5 separate regions of the Mus musculus genome follow, and all the other regions are linked to region 1. The links are chromatin contacts, called in public Hi-C, HiCAR-type, HiChIP or PLAC-seq and promoter capture Hi-C maps. All regions are on one chromosome and are shown on one strand. The core of a region is the stretch at or near the end of the contact, and the rest is flanking DNA. Distances in the headings are between cores, read along the strand shown.

Region 1 (2,915 bases), core at 216-2,715:
TTTCTGGGCATCCTAGACTATCGGGCATCCTGGAACAGAAGCGCTGGGGTTGGCAGACTGCTTTTTAGGTACTTAAAGATTCTCTGGGGGAAGATCTGGGGGGCCGGGAAGCGGGAGTCCCTTTTAGTTGCCTGGTTTAGCAAATAGTACCTTAGGGTGATGCTTTTCAAGCTCCGCGACACTTCCTGGAGCGGAATCATTTATCCAACATCGGAAGCAACAAGTTTCGCTTTTCTGGTCTCAGTGACCCCGCGGAGGGGCTGCGCACTGGGACACGGTGACGCTGCGCCCACTGTGATTCTAGCGTGTCCCAGCAGCCCAGAGGGAGGAGGGCACCCACGCCGGGTGGGGGAAGGAGCGGTGCGACACCGTGCAGGCCAGATGGGCTTACCAGCTCTGCAAATGAATTTTCCTGCACCAGGACCTTGTTCCTTGTTCCCCGACCTTGCTCCAGGGACCAGAAAGGTCAGGTGCGGGACAGGACTGGGCGCACCCAGACAGAACGTGGCCAGATCAAGAAAAGAGGTGAGAGTCTATGGAGTTTTGCAAGGAAGCCACCAATTTGGAGAAACATTTCCCCTTCGTTTTTGCAGTGTGTGTGTATGAGTGTGTGCTTTGTGTATGTGCGCGCACTCATTTCTTTCAAACATATATACACTTTTTTTTTTTTTTTTTTTTTTAATCCTGGGGTTGGAGAAAGCGGAGCCAGGGAGAGGCGGGGACCTTAGAGTAACGCTGTGCCGCGAGGTCTCCCGCGGGTGTAGACGTGGGCGGTTGCGGCTTTGGGCCAAATCTGAGCACCGGCAACTAGTGGGGCTTAGGGACCCGGCAACCGCGAGTAGGCCAGGGGTGCGGGGAGGAGCCCTGATGTAAGAATGTTAATGAGAGGCTCCCCCAGCCCAGCCCCCACCCCGCCCCACCCCCACCCACCCCACCCGTTGCAGAGACAAGCCCGGCCTCGGCGCGCCATGTGTGGTAACGCGCTGCGCCGCTGCCACGCTATTTAAACCCCGGCTATGGATCCAGAAAGCCGCGCGAATCAATGGGATCAAACGCGAAGGAGGTGCACCGTCAATTACAAGCACTTGGACAAGTTTAACTTTTTTTTTTCTTTTACAAATAAGGCCTTCAAACGCAACCTTAGCAACGCCCAAATAAGAAGCCACCTCTAAGCCAAATAGCCTATGTGCAAAGGGAGGGAGAATATATATATTGATAATAAGTCTATATGTATATTACAGACGCACAGGTTTACATTCTGTGAACTTTTTTCTTTCTTTCTTTGCTTTAAAATTTTTTTTTTTATTTTTTAAACCTAGGGACATTGTAGAGGAATCTTCCTATCTTTTGGCGAGTTACTGAAGGGGGTATTCTGTTTTCTTGGAGCGCCCAAGGGGGCGCAGGGACAGAGGAAAGAAAAGAGCTGGGAGGAAAAGGGCAGGGTGGGTGGGGGGCAGAGGGCGAGCCGGCGGCCAGGGCGAGCGCTTGCTGGCAACACGATGCGGTCCTTGCTGCTGTTCACTTTCTCGGCGTGCGTGCTGCTGGCCCGGGTGCTGCTGGCTGGCGGCGCGAGCAGCGGCGCCGGGGACACCCGGCCAGGCAGCAGGCGCCGGGCGAGAGAGGCGCTGGCGGCTCAAAAGATCGAGGTGCTTGTTCTATTGCCCCGGGACGATTCGTACTTGTTCTCGCTGGCCCGGGTGAGGCCGGCCATCGAGTACGCGCTGCGTAGCGTGGAGGGCAATGGCACCGGGAGGAAGCTGCTGCCGCCAGGCACTCGCTTCCAGGTGGCCTACGAAGACTCGGACTGCGGCAACCGCGCGCTCTTCAGTCTTGTGGACCGCGTGGCGGCGGCGCGCGGCGCCAAGCCGGATCTCATCCTGGGGCCCGTGTGCGAGTACGCGGCGGCGCCGGTGGCTCGGCTGGCGTCTCACTGGGACCTGCCGATGCTGTCCGCAGGAGCGCTGGCCGCCGGTTTCCAGCACAAGGACACGGAATACTCGCACCTCACGCGCGTGGCGCCTGCCTACGCCAAGATGGGAGAGATGATGCTCGCTCTGTTTCGCCACCACCACTGGAGCCGTGCAGCCCTGGTCTACAGCGACGACAAACTCGAGAGGAACTGTTATTTCACCCTCGAGGGGGTCCACGAGGTTTTTCAGGAGGAGGGGTTGCACACGTCTGCCTACAATTTCGACGAGACCAAAGACTTGGACCTGGACGACATAGTGCGCTACATCCAAGGCAGCGAGCGAGGTGAGCGGGAGCGGGACCAGGGGGGTCCTTGGCTCTGACTCAGCGGTTCTCAGTGGCTCTCCCCCAAACCCCACCAAGTCAATCTTCTGCAGACCCCACCCTTCCCCGTAACCCAAGGACCCGTGGAGGTCGCGCGGGGGCTTGTCCAAGTGTGAGCTGCCTGATCCAGGGACGGGTGGAGGATAGCCCATCGCGGTGGAAGGGGTGTGCCTACACAGTCTCGGGGAGGTGGATCTGGCCAGTCGAGGGAACGTCTGAGCCGCTTGCTAGCGCCATCCCAGGTATGACAGGTGTGGCTAAACACCAAGGGTTTTCCCCCTCTTCGACAGCTCCGGAGTCCCGTGAGTTCCAGGAATTCCCTACTCTGTCCATTGCAGTCGCGCGCCCCCTGGCAGGGCCACAGCGTCTGGGGACGCCCCAGCAGTCTCGCAGCTTCTTGACTAGCTGGGGGTTGGGACGCATCTCCTGGCTCCCCTGGCTGCTCTTTCCACTGACCCTAGGTCTCTTTTTAAAGCCTTCCTTTTAGATTCCTTCCATGCCCTTTCTAGTGTCTTACAAGCTTCGATACAAGCACCAGAAGTGCGTCGCCGTGTCTGAATTCAGGCGACTCTCACTTCCCCCGGGAGCTTTGGGCTTCGAAGCCTCTGAAAGCGCGCGCAGAG
Region 2 (2,915 bases), core at 245-2,744, 450 kb after region 1:
CAGCAGGAGTAATCTCAAGAAATGAGGAAAAATCACAATGAGTTGTGCCTCTTAAGCTTTTATTTCATATTTCACCGATGTGAAGTTGATATGTTATCCCAGAAACCTGGGCAGTAGACATCAAGTATGTCCTCTACAGAAAAAGCTTGTAACTTTATCACTACCTTGGTAATTAAGGTACTCTGCCGAAGTTCACATTCTGTAATGTACTCTAAGCAAGAGTTTAACTTTGTTATTACTTCCATCAAATCACAGGTATATATATGGAAGGAATGGCTCAGTGTTAAAGAGCACTGACAGTTCTCCCAGAGGACCCCGGTTATAGTCCCTGTAGCTGTGTGTCCTGTAACTTCAGTTCTAAGGAATCTGACCCCCTCTTCTGACTTCTTCAGGCACTACATGCACAGAGATACCTATCCCACAAAATAAGTAAAAATTAATCAGGTTTATTATTTTTGACTGTAGTTAAAAACAAGGCAATCACCTTAGGTTATATAACTTGGGAAGGTTTGTGTCATTTAAAGATGAGGCCTATATACAAGTCTAACTTGATTATAAAAGTAGTTAAAACAACAACAAAAAAGTGCCCATGTATAACCACAACTTGAAAATACAGAGAGAACTGTGTGCTTACTTTTGAATAGCTCGTGCACATTAATGTAATCAAGGGAGAAAAAGTGTTGGAAAGACTAAAAATACATATTTCTAGTAATGCAAATAGTGTTTATGACCCTATTTATAAGCTTTTAAAGACGTTGTTAGCACTGGGTACCAAGTCAGTTTCTAGCCAGGTCCTGGCAATGAAGTAATTCTCACAGTTAATAAAATACATAGTGAGAACAGGATATGAATTTATGCCTCCTGAGAATTATTGCACTCACAAACGAGCATGCCAGCATAGCAGCTTTGGGCACCTCCAAGGACAGAAAACACCTGGAGGCTAGTTTAACACAGGAAGAAGCTGCAGAAGCAGATAGACCACCTTCCAGGTGGCTGACAAGAGTTGCTTTCTTGGGGAAGCCAAAGGACCCTGAAAGGAGGTGAATGTGCTGGAGATACCAGGAAGTCATGTGGAAATAGGAGATGGGTTGTTTTTTTAAAGGGAAAAACTGTAGTTTGAGGTTGTCACATAATCTACATAAACTAAACAGACCCAGAAGAATAATATAAATGGGGAATTTTTACTCACTCTTGAGTGAGTAACATCGTAAACTCTCTTCCTGTTCTTTTCAGTGTTCCAGGAGGTGACAGGGGTGTGGAGAACAATAGATTCTCACATTTGCTTACAGTATATTTGCTCTGGGGCTGATTGTGTCAGGTATGAATCCAGTATAAGTTGGAGGAAAGGGCGAGGAGATGAGCAAACCCTTCCCCAAAGAGCAATGAACACTGAGAAACAAAGGCTGTAACGTGAACGACTGAGACGTGTAGATCGCAGAACTTGTGGGTGAGTCATCGCTCCATCACTACAGAGACACTAAAGGTCATGTTACTGGCAGTATGGAAAGCCTACGGAAGAAAAATCCCCAGTTTGTTATACTCTGTAGTACATGTGCTGTACAGAATGATACCAGTGGAAAATTTCCATTTAAAAATATGGAAATGACAGAAACTTCTAGAATACCGAAAAAAAAAATCACCACCGAGAGGTGGGACTCAAGGGTGGAGAAGAAATTCCACATGAAGGCCATTGCTTTCATTGTAAAGCTCACATATTTCATCTTGAACATGCTTCTTCAAGTCTATATTTCTCAATGCTTTTAATAAAACACAGTTTATGAACATAAATTGAAAACTTAGCCACCATGAAATGAGACAGAGAATTACGCAAATGAGCTAGGAAGGGCATGATTATTGTATTAGAAAGCAATTGCTCTGAGGGCTAATTAGCAGGCAGAGCGCAGTTGAAAAGAAGAAAACAAATTTCTTGCAGTGCTGCATGGGCATGAATAATTGTTTTTATATGTACAGATGTTCTGCGTGTATTATGTGTGTGCAGCAACTATGTGCCTGGGGCCCATGGAGGCCAGCACGGGGGCTTAAAGCCCCTGGAACTGAAGTTACAGCCAGTTATAAGTCACCATATAGGGGCTGGAAGTTGATTCTGGGTCATCTTGAAGAGTGACCAGTACACACATATACACATACATGTGGGTGCACACACACATACACACACACACACACACACACACACACACACACACACAGAGAGAGAGAGAGAGAGAGAGAGAGAGAGAGAGAGAGAGTAAAAGGATGGTGATTTAAGAACACCATCAATGCCTTAAGGCTCCAGGGCAGACCCACTGACTCAGAGTCTGTACTGTTGATATCAAAGTGTCTATGTTCCTAAAGTTGTACGACTAATTATAATACCTCACCACAGGGTTGGCACTATGGTATGTATGCCTGTAAACCCAGAACTTGGGAAGCTGAGACAGGACTCTTACAAGTTTAAGCCTTGCCTATGCTACATATGAAGACCCTGTTTCAAAAACAAACAAAAAAAAAAAAAGGAAAAAAAAAGATTTTAAAAAGTCACTTAAGAGCGTGTAAGGCAATCCATGGATATAAGTCTGCCTAGTCTTTGCTGTTTGTGAAAGAGCACTGAGGTCCACATTAAGCATTTGAGGGTGAAGCCAGTCTTTGACCACATGTTCTCCATATGACGTGAGCAAGTTCCTGTGGATCCTATGGGAGGTTTTGTTTCCTTACTTGTAAAGTTCACAGAACAATACACCTCCTCACTCACACTTTTATATGCGTTAAACCACCACTTAGCATGCCATGCCAGAGAGATTGGGCGGAAATACTTCAAATACTATCTGCTTAGAGTTTACCACCTCTGGAGCACGTTGTTTTCATCAGTCCTGTTAGCTAAATGAGGAAGGGAGGCCTAAGCCCACCAACGACCCTTG
Region 3 (2,915 bases), core at 276-2,775, 390 kb after region 1:
ATCTTCAGAAAAGACATCATAACATCTTCCCTTTATTGACGCATAGCCCTTCATTTCTTTTCCACAGATGTATAATAACCTCTCCACTTTGATGGGTGAGACATTGATTCTCAACTCACCTTCTTTTCACAGTTTTGACAAGAATAAAAGTCTCCCTTATATGGACAATGGAGAATTAATTATATTATATTTTAATATTTAATGGGAAAATACTCTAACATGATCTGTCAACTTGAAGGATTATAATTAGGGTCATCTATAAGTAAAAGGATATGAGGAGTCAGCTGAAAAGCATGGTTTCTGAGAAGGTGGGTTGATCATTCAGACCTGAACTTTATTGACACCTTAGGAACTAAGGTTCTAGAAAATCTCTTCCATAAAATATGAAAGGTGAAAAACAAAATTCTCAATTTTTCATTGCTACCACAAATAGATGAAGTCTGGTTACATTACAAAGAGATGATTAATTCCAGTGGGCCAGTTGTTTGTGTGAGTGTGTGTACATATAAGCCAAAATTCAGCCTCTGATGTCACTCCTCAGGAGGGATTTAACTTGCTTTTACTTCAGGCTGGGTCTCTTACTGGGGCATTGGGCTCATCACTGAGGCTAGGCAGGCTGGTCAGTGGTCCACAGGGGCACTCTTGTTTCTGCTTTCACAATCTGGAAGTGACAGGCACACACTGTCACATTTGCTCTTTTATGTGAGGGTGAACTTGGGTCCTCAGGTTTACATGGCAAGCACTTTACTAATAGATCTTTCTCCCTAAGCCCCAATGTCTCTCAGGCATTTTCTTAAATCATCTTGAGAGATTTATCTTCCAAACAATGATAATAATTAATGGGTAATAATAAATGAATAGTTTTGAATGAAATCTGGTATTTCTAAAATGTTTCTGTAGTATGTTTGGTAATATCTTTCATTGGCTATCACTTTTTCTTCTCATCTCTCTTCGCTACCTTTCTGTTCAAACAGATGAAGAAGAAGAAGAAGAAGAAGAAGAAGAAGAAGAAGAAGAAGAAGAAGAAGAAGAAGAAGAAGAAGAAGAAGAAGAAGAAGAAACTCAAAAATTTGCTAGCATCTTCAAAACTCAAAAATCAAACAGGGCTGAATCTATAAGAAAGAATCATCTAAGATGAGAAGTTGATGCCCAAGGTTCATCTTCTGGTTTTCCAATATCCAGTTGCCTCCATTACGTATGAGTATGATTCCCACCGCAGAAGGTCTCACTGGCTCAGGATCCTAATTCTCCCTCTAAATACCACAAGTGCCATGGGAATCCAGAATCCTCATCCTCCTACAACCTCAACTGAAATATATATTCATGAAGGGAATAATCAAGAGGTCCATCCTGTCTACTTTTCTAGTCCTTCCCATCATCCACTCTCCCACATGCACACACATACTCAACACACCCTTGGCTAGTAGTACAGTTGTTTTTATTTCAATGGTAAGACATGATTCAGGACAGGAAATGAGAATTCTGTTAGATGAGAAGAGCAGTCATCTCATCCCAGTATTGGAGGCACTGCCTTTTCATTTCCTGTGACTCACAGTTCTTTCTCTTTGGCATCTTGTAAGAGGGAGGTGAGGAGGGAAAACCTTGTTTTGACAAAGAAAGAGAAAAGTGAAGTAGAAAAATCAACTGTAAAATGTTGAGCAATGAATATATGGAGTCATTTAAGGCCCCTGGTCTGAAAATCTCGTTCATCTTAGTTGACTTTGTAGTAATAGAATTCATGATTACATTTTCCAGGTGGATTCAGTATACAACATGTTTCATATATTAAAGCAAGTGTTGCTGTTTCTGAGGTAGCATTATGTAGAATGATAATATCTTAGCAGTCATTTGTAATGGAGAAACAAGAAGTAATTCAATCTATTCAACACTGTGACCTGATAAGAAGGCTAATGAACAGACCATTATACATTATAATTGTGCAATCACAGCTGAGAAAGGGGTATAGTATTACAAGAACATGAAGAGCAGGGAGCAGAGAATGAAGGCTTAATTTTTGCAAGAGAGGAGATTGAGATTTGGAGATCCCTCATTCATTCAAAAACTGGTAAACACCTACTGTGTACTATATACCAAGCCAGGCTCTGGTTTTGTGGGTTTGGGAAATACAACAAATAAAGTCCTAGCTCTTGGCACTGAAAGTGTAGCAGAGAAGAAAATTTACAAACTTTATTTAGTAGCATAAAGAAAAGGAATGATAATTAAGAAGATTGCCAAAGATGTCTAGTTTAGATTGGCTTATGAGGGAGTACTATGTGCAAAATAATTTATAAATGGGGCTATCAATAACAGTAAGGAAAGACTGAGCAAATAATAATAATGCCAAATTAGTGAAGCATATTGGTCTGGAGGGAACTAGCAAAGACAAAGTCAAAAATACAAAGAAAAGAGAAAGGGTTGAGAAGCAAGAGACACGGGCAATGCTGTATCGTGACAGGATACACTGAGAAAACAAAATACAATGATCATCAGTCCAAGAGGTCAGAACGACCAGATTCTTAAAAGATGCCTTTAATTCAGAGTAGAGACACAACAGAAGAAACAGCAGAAGAGTGAGGAGTCAAAGCTTTGAAGTAGGAGAAGGAGAAATTAGCTTAGTCAGCAGGTCAGCAGTGGGTTAGAAACTCAACAAGTAAAAGGATTCACAACAGTTTTAAAAGTGGGATAGGCCATATTTAGGGGCAGGCAGATGCTAAGGTTTAGGTGTGTGGGGTCCCTCTTCCTTTCTCTCCTCAGCATGTCCCTTACTCAGGATCTCTATACCCAAAGTTCTAAGTAAACAAAGCTTTCTTGAACTCTCACCTGTAATCCTTCCCAGATATCTCAAACTTTATGTATTAGATACCGAATATTATGTCTTACTAAAACCTTCAGTTCCCATTAGTAAATACCATCTC
Region 4 (2,915 bases), core at 145-2,644, 370 kb after region 1:
AGGTTATAAGGCCAAGCAGTATAGAATAACAAGATTAGAAGATATCAGAACTGGACTTTTTTTTATTTTTGAAGCTATGAAGAGCAAAGATCCCCCATGCTAATCAGCACAGGAGGTATAAAGAATTGGACAGCCAGGTGTGGTGGCTCACTTGGGAGGCAGAGGCAGGCGGATTTCTGAGTTGGAGGCCAGCCTGGTCTACAAAGTGAGTTCCAGGACAGCCATGGATACAGAGAGAAACCCTGTCTCAACCCCCCCCCCCAAAGAATCTGACAGAATGCAGAAGTACATACAAAATGAAAGTGCTACATAATTAGAATTGAAATAAATATTTCCAGTTCATTTCTTTCATACAAAGTGGCTCCCAATTCCTAGCGCTATTTGAACTATACATTAATGCTACTTTTCACAGATTCTATGCAAGGTAGGCAGGGCAGGCATATGCTTTTCTTTACATTTATTTATGTATTTATTGTTCATGTGCATGTGTGAAGGTGTGTACATGACATGGAATATGTATGGAGGCCAGAGAATAAAACTTGTGGAAATTGGTTGTCTCCTCCTACTATATAGAGTCAGGAGATCAAACTCAAGAAGCCAGGCTTAGCAGCCCTCAGTCACTGAGACAAGTTGCTGGCCCCGGATACATTTCTTATCCTTATTTAGTAGATAAGGGACTAAGATGTAAAGGGTTTTTATAAGGAATCAGAATTATTTAATAGACAAAACAGAAGAAAAATCCAGGTCTCCCAACCTCCAGGTGCTTATTAATGGAATATTTTACTTGAAACCAAAAATTGTTGCATACTGCAACACCAAATACTGTAAAAGGGATGGAGCATACACAGAAGGCATCCACAGCAGTGTCAATAGCACTGCCGCTGTCCTAACAAGTGACATTGACTCTGCTGTTTGTCAGGTGACCCGTACAGTAGCAAACTCCCCTTGCTTCAGAACAATCCCTTTGAATGACAGAGAGTGGAAACTCTAGTTCACAAGCATCTGGTTCTACCCAGGCTCCTCCTGAGGACTTATGCTTGCAATGATCCTAGCCCATCCAGTTAGAAAGAAAAGAAAGGCAAAGATCATAAGGTTTTTAAAGGGGAGAAATTAATTGGACCCTATTTTGTTTTGTCAGCCAGAAAGAGAAAAATCCACGTCCAGGTGCTTGCCTAAGACCAAAGAAATAAATTATACACACCAAGTCCCACACATTCTAAAATAAGGCTTTATGAGGTGTCAGATTGTGAACTGACTTTCCCTAGCTGAGATCCCTACCAAATGGTTTTATGTGGCTTGTAATTCAAATGTTTAGTCTGCGGGAGTCAAGGAAGAAGGGAATTCTCCCTGAACGGAAGCCTTGCAAAGAGCTGAGTCACTTGGCTTCATGGGGCTCGGCACAGGCTGGACCTTCGCCCACAAAGAGGAGGGAAGGACAGTGGGTCTGAGAGTGACCAGTGAGGGACGCAGTGCAAAGACAATTGTGCTGTCAAACCTTGTGAAGTTCTCCCAGGCTTTAATTTATCTGCTTGGTATAGGCAATGATGCCAACTGAAAAGAGCTGGGGTTCCAACGTGTTTTATCTTTAAAAGAGAAGAAGAGGAAGAAGAAGAAGAAGAAGAAGAAGAAGAAGAAGAAGAAGAAGAAGAAGAAGAAGAAGAAGAAGAAGAAGAAGAAGAGGAGGAGGAGGAGGAGGAGGAGAGGAGGAGGAGGAGGAGAAGAAGAAGAAGAAGAAGAAGAAGAAGAAGAAGAAGAAGAAGAAGAAGAAGAAGAAGAAGAAGAAGAAGAAGAAAAGGAAGAAGAGGAAGAAGAGGAAGAAGAGGAAGAAGAAGAAGAGGAAGAAGAAGAAGAAGAAGAAGAAGAAGAAGAAGAAGAAGAAGAAGAAGAAGAAGAAGAAGAAGAAGAAGAAGAAGAAGAAGAGAAACAAAATTGGCAAAAATGCTCTTGAATTGTCTTTTTTTCCACAAGAAGCAGAGAGACCTTGTATGTTACACGAAACACCATCAATGAGATCAGAGACTGAAGGACATCTAGAACAGGGTCTGAGGGATGGTCCTCACTTGTGTAGGACTCACTTACAGGGTTACAAATACCCATTCTAAGCCTTTCCTTAAAATTATGATTCAAAGGAGATCCATTTAGGATCTGCACGTTAACACTACGTATTCATCTGTGAGTTTGATGTAGATGGCATGGAGACCCTAAGCAGAAACACTGGCCTTATCCAGCTCTGTTGGTTTCCTAATGAAGGAAAACTACTCCAGCACTGAAGCAATAGTGGGTACCAACACCAAAATTCCATATTTTTTCTCTGCTTTTGTCAAGTGATGACATCAAAATGACTAATTATTCCAACAAGCATTTAATGAAAGCTACTTAACTTTATTAACAGAAGACAGCCACATTAAAAAGTCTTCAGAAAAACTACTGTGTTCCACTTCATTATGAACAGTGAGGATTTAAGATAATACAGCAGTGATGGTGGGAACTTAGATTTGTAGCCTCATTTAGCTGAACATAATTAACTTTATAAATAGATCTCACCAAATGTGACCACACTGCTCTTGTATGACTGTTCCGACTCCCAATTTGTTTGTGTAACCAGGTGTGCCTCAACTGCTTTATCAAGGGAGTGTGACGGGATTTTCCCTGTCCAATTATGTTAAAATATTTGTGCAGCAGGAGGCCTGTGATTGGACAGGGAAGGGAGGTGGAGCTAAGAGCTACAGAGACAGAGGAGAAGGCAAGATGGAGGTGAAAGAACAGGAAGAAGAACCTGAACCAGCATGGCTTTAAGCAGCCACAGGTAGTTATGATATCATAAAGGTTAGAATAATTGAGATAATTTGTCTGATCTAGGCGGACCGCTTTTATCATTATCAATTGGTTCTGAAATTATCGCATTGGCATCTTGT
Region 5 (2,915 bases), core at 268-2,767, 330 kb after region 1:
TGTCAGAGAGCGGCAATGCATAATATTTAGAAGTGATGTTATATTATGAGGTTGAACATCTCCAAGTTTACTTTGTTACCTTACAGTTACGAGACATCTCTAAATGCATCCAGTCTATTTAATTTTATGAAAGATTCTCCATAGAAGAGTAAGCAGAATATTTCTACCTTTATTCAATACAATTACATTAATGTCCTAAATTTTATACTTGTGTTTATATTATGTGTGTGTGTGTTGTAGATAATAAAATAGTTAATAGTTGTCTGCTGCTTGTATGGTGAGCATTGAAATGTTAGCGTTACCAAACTTAAAAAGTCATTTTCATGAGAGTAAGTAAAAAAAAGTTTGGTGTTGAAAATCAAATATAAGTCAAAATATCTTTTGCGTGAATTTAATGCATGTTTAATGATTTATATTAACACACCCAATAGTCAAGAAAGCACTTAAACAAATAATGTGAAATAAAAATTCGAATTTAGTGACAAGAATCTGAGACTTTTCACATGGGATAAATAAGTTCATACATGAACATTTTAATATGTTTAGAAAACTCAAAATGACCCAATGAATAGGGTGTATGTTCAAGAACTAGTGCAGTAATTAAAACTCAATTGGCAATTTCATAAAATTAACCATAAAGAAGTGGGAATTATGCTTATAACTGAGGGAGAGAAATTGGTAGTCTCAGTTAGGAAAAAAAAGAAATTAAGTTATGCTTAGGAAAACTTTTACCTCTCTCTCTCTCAATATTTGTATAAAGAAAGCTTATTGAATAGCATCTGTTTTTTCTTCTATTATTCTACAAGTGATTTTTTGTGTGTGTGTGAATAACATGTAGCGGCAAATGTCAATTTGTGCTCAATTTGCCCCATATGAAAGTAAACTTTCATATATGGTAATTTCCAGAAGAGACAGATGGGTGCACACTGAGATACAAACCAGAGGTATGAATAAGTTTATATAATAGCAAAAGGTAGGGAGAGATTTATTCAATTTGGGATATAGATATGGAAAGAAGAGTCAAGAAAAATGTGCCAAGTAGATACCACTTAAGTTCTATCTTGCCTTTCAAGGTATTTAAAATGAGAGAGAAGGAAATATATGTCAAGTAAAATTGAAGAGAGTAGAATAAAAATATAGATCTAAATATATAATTATATCCCGAGAAAGTCAAGTGAAATCCAGGGTGCATTTATGGCAATGTTGTATTAGAAAAGATAGCAGATCTCTCCTGGGAATATTCAATTCACAAATGATCTGCCCTGCACCAGCTAGAAAATGAGAAATGAGCCAAAACTAAACTAGAATGGATGGTACCTCCAGCTGCACCGAGCACATCAAACAGAATCAAGACAACTTGGTAGAGAAAAACATGATAGAGGTCCTGAAGAGGCCATAGAGAGGACAAAACATGAACAAGAGACAGAAAAATGGACCTTGGAGTTCATGGAAGGTAATACAAGCATTCTCTTGGCTACTCACCCTACTAAAAATAGAAGTATCATCAGGGACATTTGGCAGGATACCAATGACCCTGAGCTCAGAGTTGAGGGAAGAATTCTCTAGTTAGTCATGTTTAGACTCAAGGGTGAATGACTTGATTCTGATGAGAGATTATATGATTTAGTGGCTAAGAGTTTAGACTCTGGAATTTGGCTGCCTTGTTCACCGACCACATCTGCGACAAGCTAGTTAATCTCTATCTATGTTGGTTTCCTCATTTCTAAAACAAGAGGGAACAATAGTGTCTTCCTCACAGAATTGTTATATGGATTAGAGTTATATATGTCAAGTGCTTAGAAGAGTCAGGATGGAGGCAAAGGTGCAAAAACATAGGGGAACCATTTTTAGATACAGTGTAAGTATTGGAAGGTTTGAGCAGAGAGCCATGAGGAAATCCACAGGTTAACAAAAACAGAAATCCTTTATTGTTCTGTAGGAGAAGACAAAGGAAGTCATTTATTACCGTCTAGTAGCTGTGGTTTTCTATAGAAGGTCGTGAAAAAGACTTAGTCACCTCCAAAGATCCAACTTAGGTCTTATAACATTTAAGAGGTGGGCCTTTGCGAAGGCTAAGTAGGTAGCATGGACTCTGCTTTCATGAACAGATAAACTTTATTTCTCCACAGTGGGTCAGGTCTAGTGGAGGTGGGGGTGGTAGATTTGTTCCATGAGAATCAGGTTATTATAAATAGAATCAGACAGACATAGTGATGCATGCCCCTACTCACAGGGCTCTGGGAGGCCAAGGCAGGAAGTTTGTCACAAATCCAAGGCTCACCTGGGTGACAGAGAGTAAATCTGTCTCAAAACAAACAATAACAGTAAAAACCCAAATCCAAACCAAAATAAAAATAAAAATAGTGAGTCTGGCTCCTCTCTGTCTCAACCCTTACTCACACAGAAGTCAATTTTGCACGTGACTGATTACACCTCTCCGCCATGTTGGAGTGCAGCCAGAAGGCCCTCACTAGAGGCCAGATAGCTGGGGCTGCCTGACTTTATACTTCTTTCTCTTTTATCCCTCCTTGTTTTTTTTCTGAGAATGTCATGCTCCTACATTAGTGTATTTTGGTCAGATTCTCACCCTACCTTTCTCATCCAATTCCTCTTCTATTCCAACCATCCTTTCCCCTCCTCCTTTCATGAGCTCTGTTTTTTAAACATACTGAGTCCATTTAGGGTTGCCTACACAGATGTAGAACCGACTATTGGAGTATGGTAGTCTCTCAGGAGCGGCATCCCCGAAGACAACTGACTCCTCTGGCCCTAGCAGCCATCACTTGCCAATAGGGTACCAGCTAGGGGTGGGAGAATGTAATTCCAAACCAAATCTCTAAAACAATAAGCTAAATATATTTTCTTTGTAAATCCCCACATTCAGATATTTTACTATACCAAAACAAAAATAAACT

What was found. Promoter capture Hi-C pulls out the DNA fragments that hold promoters and counts their contacts. Hi-C and Micro-C count contacts between places; a contact is called where the count stands out from the background. HiCAR-type assays count read pairs that join an accessible place to other places. HiChIP or PLAC-seq counts read pairs in DNA pulled down with a chosen protein or histone mark.
Region 2: a contact with region 1 is called in a promoter capture Hi-C map of trophoblast stem cells, with 9 times the contacts expected there. The contact joins the enhancer-like site here to the promoter of Npr3 in region 1. A contact is called at or near these places in 15 of 39 promoter capture datasets (the 3T3-L1 cell line, 3T3-L1-derived adipocytes, the C10 cell line and 10 more), 2 of 484 Hi-C or Micro-C datasets (both in embryonic stem cells), 15 of 115 datasets of contacts at active chromatin or transcription factors (cardiomyocytes, craniofacial prominence, embryonic forebrain and 5 more) and 4 of 9 other capture datasets (adipose tissue, embryonic stem cells, liver and 1 more).
Region 3: a contact with region 1 is called in an H3K27ac HiChIP or PLAC-seq map of the NIH/3T3 cell line, with 6 times the contacts expected there. The contact joins the enhancer-like site here to the promoter of Npr3 in region 1. A contact is called at or near these places in 6 of 39 promoter capture datasets (the 3T3-L1 cell line, the C10 cell line, frontonasal cranial neural crest and 3 more), 1 of 15 datasets of contacts at CTCF or cohesin (the NIH/3T3 cell line), 2 of 484 Hi-C or Micro-C datasets (liver and reprogramming fibroblasts), 9 of 115 datasets of contacts at active chromatin or transcription factors (the NIH/3T3 cell line, craniofacial prominence, embryonic forebrain and 5 more) and 4 of 9 other capture datasets (embryonic stem cells, liver, macrophages and 1 more).
Region 4: a Hi-C map of tail fibroblasts shows a contact between it and region 1, with 5 times the contacts expected there. The contact joins the enhancer-like site here to the promoter of Npr3 in region 1. A contact is called at or near these places in 14 of 39 promoter capture datasets (the 3T3-L1 cell line, 3T3-L1-derived adipocytes, the C10 cell line and 8 more), 1 of 15 datasets of contacts at CTCF or cohesin (pro-B cells), 6 of 484 Hi-C or Micro-C datasets (reprogramming fibroblasts, tail fibroblasts and uterus), 14 of 115 datasets of contacts at active chromatin or transcription factors (the 230-238 cell line, bone marrow-derived macrophages, cardiomyocytes and 8 more) and 5 of 9 other capture datasets (adipose tissue, embryonic stem cells, liver and 2 more).
Region 5: a contact with region 1 is called in a HiCAR-type map of fibro-adipogenic progenitors, with 6 times the contacts expected there. The contact joins the enhancer-like site here to the promoter of Npr3 in region 1. A contact is called at or near these places in 18 of 39 promoter capture datasets (the 3T3-L1 cell line, 3T3-L1-derived adipocytes, the C10 cell line and 11 more), 2 of 15 datasets of contacts at CTCF or cohesin (the NIH/3T3 cell line and stem cell-derived epiblast-like cells), 42 of 484 Hi-C or Micro-C datasets (the AML12 cell line, B cells, the C2C12 cell line and 21 more), 21 of 115 datasets of contacts at active chromatin or transcription factors (the NIH/3T3 cell line, craniofacial prominence, embryonic basal ganglia and 11 more) and 5 of 9 other capture datasets (adipose tissue, embryonic stem cells, liver and 2 more).

What each region holds. Positions count from the first base shown.
Region 1 is chr15:11,904,224-11,907,138 of GRCm38.p6, reverse strand. It overlaps Npr3 (natriuretic peptide receptor 3), which reads left to right and starts at 1,465. Exons shown (of 8, transcript NM_008728.2): 1 at 1,465-2,253. The coding sequence starts at 1,500. Gm5144 (predicted gene 5144) reads right to left here and starts at 614. Exons shown (of 2, transcript NR_131059.1): 1 at 151-614; 2 at 1-29.
Region 2 is chr15:11,456,005-11,458,919 of GRCm38.p6, reverse strand. No RefSeq gene overlaps it. Among named protein-coding and RNA genes, the nearest start is that of Tars, 58 kb to the right of the region's middle. Within about 2 kb of position 1,494, at least 32 of the 459 cell types and tissues checked have an H3K27ac peak or open chromatin away from gene starts, as enhancers often do. A contact at or near this core is called in trophoblast stem cells, where this site is marked.
Region 3 is chr15:11,517,806-11,520,720 of GRCm38.p6, reverse strand. No RefSeq gene overlaps it. Among named protein-coding and RNA genes, the nearest start is that of Tars, 120 kb to the right of the region's middle. Within about 2 kb of position 1,525, at least 19 of the 459 cell types and tissues checked have an H3K27ac peak or open chromatin away from gene starts, as enhancers often do. A contact at or near this core is called in the NIH/3T3 cell line, where this site is marked.
Region 4 is chr15:11,534,745-11,537,659 of GRCm38.p6, reverse strand. No RefSeq gene overlaps it. Among named protein-coding and RNA genes, the nearest start is that of Tars, 140 kb to the right of the region's middle. Within about 2 kb of position 1,394, at least 12 of the 459 cell types and tissues checked have an H3K27ac peak or open chromatin away from gene starts, as enhancers often do. A contact at or near this core is called in tail fibroblasts, where this site is marked.
Region 5 is chr15:11,573,188-11,576,102 of GRCm38.p6, reverse strand. No RefSeq gene overlaps it. Among named protein-coding and RNA genes, the nearest start is that of Gm41271, 130 kb to the left of the region's middle. Within about 2 kb of position 1,517, at least 22 of the 459 cell types and tissues checked have an H3K27ac peak or open chromatin away from gene starts, as enhancers often do. A contact at or near this core is called in the C2C12 cell line, adipose-derived mesenchymal stem cells, cancer-associated fibroblasts and 3 more, where this site is marked.